Linked DNA regions of Cricetulus griseus: region 2 is linked to region 1. Evidence: chromatin contacts called from public Hi-C data. All regions are on one chromosome and are shown on one strand. The core of a region is the stretch at or near the end of the contact, and the rest is flanking DNA. Distances in the headings are between cores, read along the strand shown.

What was found. A called contact is a pair of places that touch in the nucleus more often than the background predicts.
Region 2: a Hi-C map of fibroblasts shows a contact between it and region 1, with 2.5 times the contacts expected there. The contact joins the enhancer-like site here to the promoter of Golga5 in region 1. A contact is called at or near these places in 2 of 8 Hi-C or Micro-C datasets (the CHO-K1 cell line and fibroblasts).

The regions. Positions count from the first base shown.
Region 1 is chr5:103,590,535-103,597,249 of CriGri-PICRH-1.0, reverse strand. It overlaps Golga5 (golgin subfamily A member 5), which reads left to right and starts at 3,156. Exons shown (of 11, transcript XM_027419162.2): 1 at 3,156-3,326; 2 at 5,846-6,416. The coding sequence starts at 5,876.
Region 2 is chr5:103,634,602-103,640,893 of CriGri-PICRH-1.0, reverse strand. Lgmn (legumain) reads right to left here. Exons shown (of 14, transcript XM_027419160.2): 3 at 1,449-1,546; 4 at 249-330. Among named protein-coding and RNA genes, the nearest start is that of Lgmn, 19 kb to the right of the region's middle. Within about 2 kb of position 4,828, at least 5 of the 6 cell types and tissues checked have open chromatin away from gene starts, as enhancers often do. A contact at or near this core is called in the CHO-K1 cell line and fibroblasts, where this site is marked.

The DNA of each region.
Region 1 (6,715 bases), core at 1,907-4,406:
CTGGAAGGGCAGCAAGTGCTCTTAACTACCGATCTATCTCCTCAACTCCCTCAATTTCATTTTTCTTTGTTTTTTTGAGACAGCATTTCTTTGTATTGCTTTGGAACCTGTCCTGAAACTTGCTCTGTAGACCAGGCTGGCCTGGAACTCACAGAGATCCACCTGCCTCTGCCTCTCGAGCGCTGGGATTAAAGGCGTGCGCCACTAACACCTGGCTTCTCAATTTTATTTTTGATGTCAGGTAGAACAAGGAAGTGGAATTCCAGAACCAAACTAAACCCACACAGGACTCTTGTAGTGAGAGTGACACAAGAACGGGCAAGCCTGGGGGTGGGGGTTGAGTAGATGAGTAGATGATGTAATGAGGGCTCTGCAGACTTGGGGGTGGGTGGGCACTGAAGGCCTTTGACCTTTGTGGAGTCACAGAGCAGGCCTGTTTAACTCTATTTGTCACAGTAAATTGTTTCCAAAGTAGTTTGTAGCATTCATGCTCACACATTCCTGTCAGGAAAGCCCCGCTGCCCCAGTTCCACACACTTAGCAGGACAAATAAAAAGATAACTCCCCATCTTTTCATTTGGTGACTATGGAGGGGTGCTACAGCTTTTCCTAGAATTTTTAATTTGCACTAATAATTTCATACACCTTTTCATGTGCTTTTGGCCAGTCAGAAGGCCTTGATATATACAGTCTTGAAATGGTGCAATCTAGAGGCTTGGTGGGTTTCATTTTCTCTACCAGTTAAAGAGCTAAAGGTCAGGGAAACCCCGAAGCACAACAGGTGTCAGCAGAGAATTCTCACGCACTGCAGACAGAATCAGCAAAGGAAAGGACCCCTGCAAAGCAGAGACTGAAAAGGCCAGTCTCTTCTGGGGGCTCTAAAGCCTCTCTATAGAGTTGGTGGGAGTAGGTTTCACAAGTTCCAGAGGAGTTCTGGCTTTTATCTAACCTCCAGAAACCCTCCGGTAGTCCAGCCTGAGGTCACTTCTGGATACATGGACTACCTGGAACCTAATACAGAGGACTTAGGTTTGGTTTCCAGCACCAACATCAGGCTGCTCACAACTGTCTGTAACTCCAGTTCTAGAAGATCTGACACCAAGCATTTTTATGCACCAAATCATTTTGCTAGCCCATCTCAGTGTATGTTTATGTTAAAAAAATATTGTTCTGAGGCCAAAACAAATCAAACAAAATAATTTCCTTTTGGAGCAAATGGAGCACTTTATTTTTTGTAAGTCAATTACAGGCTAGATAAAGATAAGTTGGTTAGTTTTGGAAAGATGATGACACAAAATTATCCTTCAGAATGAGCTTTTTAAGGTAAGAGCCCCTTGAAACCATGGAGGTGTTTTAGGCAGGCCTGGAGGTGGGACAGGGTTAGGACAGCATTAGGAGAAGGGGAAGGTTTTTACTATAGATATGAGAGATAGAGAACAGGCAGGGGCATCTGGAAGAGTCCAGAGCAAAGAGAGAAAGCAGTAGATTGAGCACGGCCAGAAGACTGGGCCAGGCCATGAGAGAAGCAGGAGCAGACCTGTGAGGGTAGGGGGCACAGAGAGAAGGAGGATGTGGAGAGCAGAGACAGGGAGTAGGAGAGAGACACAGAGAGAAAGACAAGGAGAAGAGAACGTGGGCAAAAGAGAGAGCGTAGCCCAAATAGCAGGGTCATAAGAAGAGCATGAACTGGAGAAGCTTAGGGTAGGAGGTGAAAAGACCAGGATGTCAACATGGACTCGGAATTGTGTAACAGTACTTGTGATTCTGTGTCTTCTGGCCGTGCTCAATCTACTACTTTCTCTCATATGATCAAACTGACATCAGCGGAGCTGGAAACGGTATCCCTGTGTCTCCATCTTGGGATGTGTTGTAGTCACCCGGTCACCAATGATGGCAAATAACCCTAAACAGGAAGAGCAACTTGCTAGTTGAGAGCTGCAGTGCCACCTGCCCCACAGTAAAGGACAGTGCCTTGCTTAACGTGCTGTGAAAATTGAACGAAGCAGCTCAAGGAGCCTGAAAACTGTTCTCCATTTAATAAGGGCTCTAAAACCATAGAGACGATTACCTGCCTCTGCTGCTCCTCACTTGGACTGGGCTAAACCGCCTTGATAGGAAGAAAGTGGTTTGCAATTATTCCCAATGTTTAATATGGAGTCTAGGAGCACAGACTTGGAGTGAGATGGATACCTTTTTAGGATGACAGTCTTGGACAGGTTAACATCTCTGAGTCTTAGTTTCCTCAATGCCCAAATGCACACACTTGAGAATATATTGTAGGCTTTTCATTAGGGCCAAATTAGCTCTGTCCTGTTCACCCAGTAGATACAGCATTTAGTGAATTATTGAACACAGATTTTATTATTGAACAATGATTTCAGAGTCTGTGAACTATATGCAGGACATAACCATAGTACTATTGAATGGAAAGCCCTTTACTCTGACCTTTAGGTCTCGGCTCAAGCTATCTCTTCTTCAAGGGACCCCGACAGCCTGATTTATTTTCCTGCCTCTGGTCACTTCTCTGATTTTTCTTGATTTACATCTTTGGTAATGCTCTGAAATTATTGTTCATTCACTGGTTTAGGTAATATCTGCCTCTGTCACTTGAAAGCAAGCTCCATGAAATCAGTGATCAGGTTTTCTTTTCTTTTTTTTTTTCTATATTTTTTGGCGGCGGGGGGGGGGGGGTGTTTGGGGTTCGAGACCGGGGTTTCTCTGTGGCTTTGGAGGCTGCAGGTTTTCTTTTTAGATTATATTCTTAATGTGTGTGTTTGTGTGTCCTGGAACTCAGGCCGTCAGGCGTGGCTATTTCTATGCTGAACCATCCCACAGGCCCAGGGCTCATGTCTTCTGTATTCCCATCCGCTGCTTCAGAACCCTCATCCAGAGGCCTGGGCGGGTTCACCGAGATGCTCACGCCCCGCCCACTTCAGACCGGACCCGCCCACCACCACGTGGCCGGCGTCAGACCACGCCCCTTTGCAGGGTGGGGCGTGACCCGCAATGTTGTCCCAGCCGCGTGTAGGCGGTGGTTACGTCACACGCACGCTGGCGCGGCGCCGGGTTCGGCCACCTACGGAAGCGGGGCGTGGCCAGGCGCTAGGGCCCCGCGGACGCCGGCGCCACCGCCTGAGTGGCCTGCTAGGCGGCCGGCGGCGCTCGGCTCCCCGCCACTCAGGCAGCTGGGCGGCCACTCTGTTTTGAGGTCCTCGCCGCCCTTCCACGTCTCCCGGAAGAGGTAGCCGGCAGGTCCGGGAGCAGCCCGCTGCTGAGGCGGCCCGGGTGGGCGACGAGGCCGTGGCGTTGTCGCTCGGCGTCCTCAGGTGAGGCGCGACCAGGCCGCGGGCGGGACGGCTTGGCCTGTGGGACCGGGTCTCCGCCGAGGAAGGGGACGCCGCAGCCCCGCGGGGTCCGGCCACCGAGGCTGAGTGCCCTCCGCCCCCCGACTCTAACTTGCCGTGGGGGCGCAGTGGGGGTGTGTCCTCCCCACCCGGCCACCCAGGCTCCGCTGACCCCTGACCCCGCCTCTGTGTGACATCTGACCTTTCAGGTGGCTTTGCACCACCAGTGCCTCCCCAGGCCCCAGCTCAGTGTCTGTAATCCCTGTGAATAAAGCCCCGTTAACTTTCAGATGGGAGGCAAAACATTAATTAATTAATACGTTGTCTATAGGCCTTTTTTTTAGGACAGTTAGTTTTCTCTCGCTCATCACCAAATTTTGCTTAACGCTTGTGTGCAGTTTTACGGGTCAGAAAATGCATGTCATTACGTTGTTATTTAATTTCTCTCATAAACTGAAGTACACACCTAATGGGTTTCCTAAGGAATGTGTTTATAAACGGTGAACTCCCTAAGGAGGTTAGATATGGAGAGGAACGGGTTAAAAGGTGGGCTTGACACTGGGTTGACTTAGATTTCAATGTCTGAGGTGCCATCTAAGCTCTGGGATCTTTCTAAACAGTATCAATGTTGGTTTTTAAAAGGACATTGCAATTTACTACATTGAAATGAGAGTTGTTCGTGATACTGCGTGTACAACAGTTGGCATATGAAGATGAATTGCTTCAGTAGTGTTTCTAGGAGTGCCTGTGTAGGTTGGATTCTGGGAATTGGTTGGTGAACAAAACAGGCATTGTGTTGGTCTACCCACTCCTCTTTCCCCAAGGAGAGACAGATGTTTAAAAATAATAATATAAAAAAAACCCAACAGTTATAGTATCCTGAAGCACTGTAAGGCAAATGAGGGTTATGCACACAGAATAAAAAGACCCAGCTTAGCTGGGCATTGGTGGCTCACGCCTTTAATCCCAGCACTCGGGAGGCAGAGGCAGGCGGATCTCTGTGAGTTGGAGACCAGCCTGGTCTACAAGAGCTAGTTCCAGGACAGCCTCCAAAGCCACAGAGAAACCCTGTCTCGAAAAAAACCAAAAAAAAAAAAAAAAAAAGGACCCAGCTTAGATGGAAAGATAACTCTAATGCTATTTTAGTGAAGAAAGCTCAAGAGTTAGCCACATAAGTCCAGGCTAAAGGAATGCTGACTACATTCATCAATCATTTTTGACTTTGCAGCTTACTTTCTTCTATAGCATGAAGGTTAATTAATTCATTGCTTTGACTTATGTGGCACCTGTAAGTGTTCAAATGTGTTGGTTGAATAAATCATTTATACAGTCATTTCAAAATAATTTGGACTCAGCTTAACATGCACATGGTAGGTATTACATGGTAGGTATTAAATATTTAAATTATTAAAAATTTACCAAGAACTTTATGTGCTTACATAAACGATAGCTTTATAATAGTGAAAATCAGGAGGTTCCACACCCACCCACCCACAAGTTCGACCCTTTGAAACTAATTTCAGAGAAGTGTTTTTATTTGGGTGAGATTTTGCCAAGCGTGTCCTTTGCTATTTGAATCTGTATGAATTTGTTAGGGCATCCATGAAACCGTGTCGTAGGCTAGATAGATTGGACAGTAGAAGTTGATTTTTCTCACTGTTCTAAGTCTGAGATGAAGGTGTTGACAAGGTTGGTTTGTATATATTTGCTTACTTCTATTTACTTGTTAGCTATGTTGCAGTTGTGTGGCCAGAGGTCAGCTTTCCTGAGTCCTCAATCTTGTTCCCCGATGGGTTCCGTGGATTGAACTCAGATTGTCAAGCTTCAGGGCAAGGGCTTTTACCTGCCCAGCTTTCTTGGCTCAGGCTGATTTCTGAGACTTGTCTTTTGGCTTACAAATGGCTGTCAACTCTCTTTTATGAAGATTTGTGTATACATTTCTTCTAATACAAACATCAGTTTAATTTAAATTACACCTTTAAAGACCCTGTCTCCATTCTGATGTTTTTAGGTTTGGAATTCAGTGTGGGGAACACAGCATAGTCTCTCACGTGTGTTTTTTCTGTGTTAAGATTTCCCTTCATTGAGATAACAAGGAAAATTGTAATTGTAATAATGATAGTGGAATTTACTAGAGGGGTTTCTGTGTGTCAAGCATCTCAAAAAATGTTTTCCTCTATTGTTTGGTCCTAAAACCATTTTAACCTGGGTGTGGTGATTTCCTGAAGCCCCAACTACTTGGCAGTCAGATAGGAAGATGGTTTGTTCACGGTAGCTTAGGCAGCACAGCACAAACCCATTACAGAACATTGACAGAAACATTCTCTAAGGAAGATTACTTACTGTCTTATGTTTTCATGATAAGGTTTCTCAGCTTCTATCAGTAATTTGGTCAAGGTTGCCTGGCTAGTAAGAGGCCAGATTAGATTTTAACCCAGGACTCTTTCCGGATGATACATTGATCGTATCTTGCCTCCCCACCCCCCTTTTTTTTTTTACAGACTCAACAATAGGATTATCCTGCTACCATCATGTCTTGGTTTGCTGATCTTGCTGGAAGGGCAGAAGATCTTTTAAATCGAGTTGATCAAGGGGCTGCAACAGCTCTCAGAAAGGAGAATACCAGCAACATCTATTATAGCAAAAATCCTGACTATCCTGAACTTCACCAGCAAAACACAGATTCAACATACCAGACTGGACCTAAAGCTAACTATATTTCCTCAGCTGCTGATAACATCCGACATCAAAATGCCACTGTCTTAGCTGGCACATCAAATGTGAAAGTGGGATCCAGGACAGCTGGGGAGGCCTCTCATGCCACTGAACATGCATCTGTCCCTAGACCTTCGTCACAGTTTGTCCGAAGGAAAAAGTCAGAGCCTGATGATGAGCTGCTGTTTGATTTTCTTAACAGTTCCCAGAAGGAGCCCACTGGGAGAGTGGAAATCAAGAAAGAGAAGGGCAAAGGACCCGTCTTTCCAAGCTCTCAGTCCTCAAATGTCAGTTCTGTGAACACCAGTATAACTACCATCCAGGCCACTGAAGAAAGTCCTGGGAGCCAAAGTCCTGGTAGTTAATCAGTCCTGTTTCTTTCAGAATTAAGCAGATTAGATGTGTCATCCTAAGTTATAGTATGAGTTCCAGAGAAACCCTGTCTAAAAAAAAAAAAAAAAAGTGGTCTCTTTGAGATTCCAAAGATTTGAGATCTTAATATCATTTTTATCTATAGGCTACCCTACCGTCTTCGTTTTACAATATTGTTTATTGACTAACAAATACAGATTTTTTTTAAAAAACTTACATGTATTATAAACTTAATTATTGTTTTTCTTTGGACTTTGAGCTACTTAAAATTTTCCCTTAGTTAC
Region 2 (6,292 bases), core at 3,579-6,078, 42 kb before region 1:
CAGAGAAACCCTGTGTCAGGGAAAAAAAAAAGGAACCCATCTCTCAAAAATTGGCACAAACAACTAAGGCTGAGGATGTGACTCTGTGGTAGAACACGTGACTATATTATATGAAGCCCTGGTTACAGCCCCAGCTCCCTCTCCCCCAGGGAATCCCTCTCCACTCACTTCTTAAGCACAAATAAGGGAGGGGAGATATCAATGAACTAAGACCCAAAGCCACTGGCTTCAGGTGAGCATGCCCTTACCTCTCCTGTGTAGTCCTTCAGGACCCCTGCATACACATCTGTACCATTAGGTCGGTTGATCACAATGCCTGGAGTAGGGTTGCTGAAAATTAAAGGTAAAGGACACAATTAAAACACATATGTGTTTCCCCCTCAAAACCCGCCATCATATGAACAAACAGCAGACAACTCTGCTCCTGAAGATACTTCCTGTCGCCTGGATAGGCACCAGTGCATGTTGCTTGAGCAGCTGGGGATCTCAGCAACCTGTTAACAGGCCCTTGAAAGTCCTAAGCAACTTGTTTTCATATTCCATACCACATCAAAGTGCAAAAGCATGAATTCGGTTCTCAAACAGAGTGCCCCAGAAGGATGAAACAAGTTCACAGCTTCTGATTCACCCAACAGTCACTGTTCTGGCAAGTGTGACATCACTGGTGAGAGCAGAGAGGAAAAGAGATCTTAAAACCCTGGAGAGGATCCAAAGTGCAGGTGTCCTGCCCCTGCTGGTAACCAGAGCATCTTAGAGTAAGATCATGCAAACAACACTGCTCTCAAAAAAAAAAAAAAAAAAAAAAGCCTGTGGTGCTGACAAACAGCTTTAATCCCTGTACTCAGGAAGCAGAGACAGGTGGATCTCTGTGAGTTCAAGGCCAGCCTGATCTCCAGAGCAAGTTCCAAGACAGCCAGGGCTACTCAGAGAAATCCTATCTAAAAAAACCAAACAGGACACAAAGCAAAACTGAACACCCAGGCTCAAGTGCCACAATCAGAAGGGACTCTGCCAGAGCCCAGGAGTTGCTTAGCTCAGAGCCATACCTGTCTTTTCTCAGTTCCCAGAAAACTTGGGCAAGTGTGCAAGAGAACTGTATATAAGACTAAACACATGCCAGAAAGGAGCATGGTGGGAGGTCCTGCACAGACTAGAACCATCTTCAGGCAAGTGCCTCAGCTCAGAGATTGAGGACAGCTCCCAACTTCGGGGTGCAGTGCTTTAACCTCTCTGCTTTGACCCTCTCAAGAGTACCTCCTTTTGCTCGTCTCCAGTTTCCCACCACCCCCACGGTGCCCTAACACATGCTGGGAGCTCAACACATGACAATCCCTGTGGCTTTTATCCCGGGGCCACCATTCCACACTGGGCCACTGTCCTAAGGAGCCCCATAAGTCTGACTGTTTTTAAATTCTGTTTCATGGCCAAGTTCAAAGCTCCCCACTTACTCTTCAGAGTTGGCAATGTCGTCGTACATCATCACTATGATCTGCTCATCAGGAATCCCGTTCCGGTGAATGATCTGGTAAGCGTGGCATGCATCTGCCTGGAAGAAATTATTCCCCTGGCTTTTAGATATCACAGGGGAGGCAGTCCATTTCGAGGTGCTTCTATCTTACAGAAGGCTCCCTACTGGCCAAGGTTTGAAATGATTATTTTTTACAACATTCATTTTTTTTTAACTTCAATTTTAAAAGATCCCCACTCTTATCCACATACGTGTCTGATAGTAAGGCAGTACAATCAGGCCCATGTGTGGAAACACATGGGCACAGATATGCATAAATACACAGGCACAGGTGTTTATACACACAGGCACACACTATCACACCTGCAGGTTAACAGGCCCTTGAAAGTCCTAAGCAACTTGTTTTCATATTCCATACCACATCAAAGTGCAAAAGCATGAATTCGGTTCTCAAACAGAGTGCCCCAGAAGGATGAAGCAACAAGTTCACAGCTTCTGATTCACCCAACAGTCACTGTTCTGGCAAGTGTGACATCTCAAAGTCCAACTCAGAAGGCAGGCTTGTGAGGCACATCTGTAATCCCTGTTCTTTGGAAGTATATGCAGGAGAAACAGGAGTTCAAGGCCAGTCTGGACTACAGAGCAAGATAGATAGATAGATAGATAGATAGATAGATAGGTAGGTAGGTAGGTAGGTAGGTAGGTAGGTAGGTAGGTAGGTAGGTAGACAGACAGACAGACAGACAGATAAATAGACAGACAGACAGAGCAAGCAAGCACAATTTAGGAACTGCTGTTTTGGTGATGATGGTTAGGAATGTAGCTCAGTTGGCAGAGTGCTTGCCTAGCATGCCAAAAGCTCTAAGTTCAAGCACACCACCACACAAACTGGTATGATGGGGCACACTTGCATTTGTAATACATTTTGGGGAGGTAAAGGCAGACAAGAAGATCAAGTTCCTTAGCTGTGCAATGAGTTTGAAGTCAGCCTAGGCAACATGAGATCCTGTCTTTAAAGAAAATGATTAGTGCCTGGCAGTGGTGGCGCACACCTTTATTCCCAGCAATCAGGAGGCAGAGGCAGAGAGGCAGGCAGATCTGTCAGGGCCAGCCTGGTCTACAGAGCAAGTTCCAGAGCTGGCTCCAAAGCTACAGAGAAACCCTGTCTTGAAACACCACCAACAAAAATGATTAGTATCATAATTTGAAACAAAAAAAAAAAGGCAATCAAAGGGAACAGAAACCATCCCTGTTGGAATTCCTGGTTTCAGTTGGTCACACTACACTCTGTGCAGAACAACTGAGGTCAGGGAGGAAGGAAACACATTGCCTAACTTTTCACTAACAATGTCATTCCAGGAACAGACTCCTATATAAACACAGCTGTGACTAGCAGCAGCACCCTTAGGCAGACACTGCAGTATATACAGCTACAACACAGCACCTCACGAAACACATGAGGTGTCGAAGAAGAAAATAAAGCATGCACAATGCCAGGCTTCTGCCTGCAGATGTCCATTCAGACGGACCTGTGTGGTGGCAAATACTTGGGTTTAGCATCCATTTGCTGTGACTGCTATGGGAAGCATGGGTTCAGCACTCAGGAGCTGTCAGACAAGTGGGCCCGCTAAGTGTGAGACCAAGTGCGGCGACCTTTCCATCTGCTCTGGACTGACCTCGGGCCCCTATCTCATTAGTTCTCAGTCGATAAAGGTCCAACGTACAGCTGGGGGACAGGGGGTGACCCACTCTAATCACAGTAGGCTCGTGGAGAAAAAAGCCAAGCATTTTGACTACAGATCTCTTCATGCAAGAAAGAGCAGCAGGGTCCTCGGAAGTAGCCAGCTGCCCCTGCCTTACTTAGTAAAAGGGCTCTGCCCTGAGTTACTATGAAATCAAGTGGAGTTCAATGAACTCAGATAATGTGGAATCAGCACAACTGGTGTTTTCCCCTCAGAAAAAGCCAAAGGAGGTGATGCTGAGCTGAGCATGACCTCATTACAGGGAGCAGAAATCACTGTGACTCAGCTGACTTCAAGGCTGACACTGGGAGTTGGCCAGCCTCACTGAGGAATCCCGTACTGAAGCCTCTCACAATGTCACGGGTACAGTGGGCATCACCCATCAGCACCAGCTGTAAGCGCAGTAGATAGGTCACTTGAAGCGAAGGCTAAATACAGTTGGTGTGTGCTGTATTTATTCCTGGGGAAAAGCTTTCTCACCAGGTATGCTTGCCTGATAGGTGCATGCAGCTCCCCCCTCCTGACCTCCTACATCCTGCTTCCTCAGAATCCTGCCTCCCAGGCTATCTGCACCCAAGTGCAGTGGTGGGGAGGTGCTGAGCTGGGGGGGGGGGGCGTCTGCAGTGCCTGGCCCAGCCTTCCACCAAGTCCAAAGGAAGAGGCTGAGGTTTAGTGAGCTGATGTCCTTTGTTCCCGTTATACAGCAGGTACTATAGGGAGAGCAACTCCAGCTACCCCAAACACTCACCATCTTCATCACCGTTGGGTTCACAGCCCCACCCCAGCCCCACCCAGGGCTCCCCAACCCTCTCCCTGCATGCCTTCTTCAAAGGATGCTTTGCCTCAAGCACAGGCAGCTGACCTTTGCACAAATGAAGACTAACTTCAAAGCCTAAGTGAACAGCTTGTCTCGAGGACAGACTGTATGGCTGGCACTGTCTGCTGCTGCCAGCACCCTGCGGCTTCCCCTCCCCAACTCCTGCTGCCTGAATCCAGTCCCCATCAGTCTGCATTTTGCCTCTCTGCACTCCAAACACTCAAACACTTACTGCCTGGCCCTTCCTGGAAGAGTCTGCTGATTGGTCCTAAGACAGGCAATAGTGGTGAGGATGGGGTTGGGGGAGGTCTAAGCAGGCTCACAGGGTCCGGGGTGCCACACCCCTGTTAGTACTTACACAGAAATCAACCCAACTTCTCTATAAAAAAAAAAAAAAATTGTATTAGCCAGGCATGGTGGCACACACCTTTAATCCCAGCACTGGAAGGCAGAGGCGAGTGGATTTCTGTAAGTTTACATAGTGAGTTTCTGAACAGCCAGAATTTAAAAAAAAAAAAAAAAAGTACAGAGTCTCACTATATAACCCCAACTAGGCTAGAAATCACTATGTAGATGAGGCTAGCCTCAAACAGATCCACCTGCCTCTGCCTCCTGAGCACTGAGATCAAAGGCGTGCACCACCATGACAGTGTCCATCAAATTTCAGCTGCCTGGTTCTGTCAAAATGAAGAAAATGAGGCTTGGTAAGTTTGTCCTTCTAAGTCAGCTCACTGTTCACTTAGTCCCGCTCTCCCCACCATCCCTATTCCAGTCTCTCTGGACTGTGAATCACTCTAACATAATCCCATCAGGAACTTCTCTGAGTCAGAACCAGAAACTCCCTTCCCTTCTCCAGGAACTGATGTTAACATAAGCATGTGATCTGTGATGCAACTGTCGCCGGCCAGACAGGGCAAAGTCCCCCACTGTAAGGAAATGCTTACACGAGAGAGAGAGCCAGGCGGATAACTGGCACAGGTGGCCTCTCCTCTACAGAGCTGCTGTAATCATTTTGTAACAAGGAGCACTTATCTGGACACAGGACCTCAAAATTGGAAAACGGATGAGTCAAATGGGCCTGAGTTTAGGTGGCCAACCTAGGGCTCTCCACACTTGCCATTTAAAACACGGAGGAGGCTCTGGTACCTAACAGACTGGCTACTGCCTTGCTGTGGTTTTGTGTTGCCACAGCTCACACACAACACTCAGCTCTCCCACAGCCCCTTCTGCAGAGGCTCCCTGCCCTCCCCTCTCTTACCCCCATTCTCCAATTGTCTCTCTCTCCTTCTCAGCCCCCTCTCTCTCTCTCACACACACACATCTTACGAGTCTCTATTGCTGCAACGAAACACCATGACCATAAAGCAAGTCGGGAAGGAAAGGGTTTATTTGTCTTACACTTCCAGATCACTGTTGACTAAAAGAAGTCAGGACAGGAATTCAAACAGGGCAAGAACATGGAGGCAGGAGCTGATGCAGAGGCCATGGAGGGGAGCTGCTTACTGACTTACTCCACATGGCTTGCTCAGCCTGCTTACTTATAGAACCCAGGACCATCCCCCCCACCATGGGCTGGGCACTCCTCCATTGATCACTAATTGAAAAATGCCTTACAGCTGCATCTCATGGAGGCATTTCCTCAACTAAGGCTCCTTTCTCTCTGATGACTCTAGCTTATGTCAAGTTGACACACAAAATCAGCCAACACAGCTGGGCGTTTATGGTGCACGCCTTTAATCCCAGCACTTGGGAGGCAGAGGCAGGCGGATCTCTCTGAGTTCGAGGCCAGCCTGGTCTCCAGAGCAAGTGCCAGGATAGGCTCCAAAGCTACACAGAGAAACCCTGTCTCAGGGGGAAAAAAAAAAATCAGCCATCACCCCACACATACACACCTGACCAAATATCTGATACTTGGGTGTTCCCACAGGAACCAGTTTTGTTAATATGAGGCCAGTGGGCCTTTTCTCCTGGTTCTGTATCCCCTACCACATCACTTGCAAAGCATGGGCCCCCAAGTAAAAAAGTTAAATGGAATGGTGAGCCAGCTCAAGTCAATTCTACCTTAATGCCTCAGGAGATGCTATGGGGAGGACAGTTTAGAATGTTACACACTGTCAGACACTGACAGTGGAAGGCTAAGGAACACAACTGATCCGTTCCCTTTGGTTTACCTGATTTTTCTAAGTCTTCTGTGCTAACTTTAAACACATGTTAATTTTAAATCAAAGTGTAATCCCAAGCACTCAGGAGGTTGAACCGGGAGGA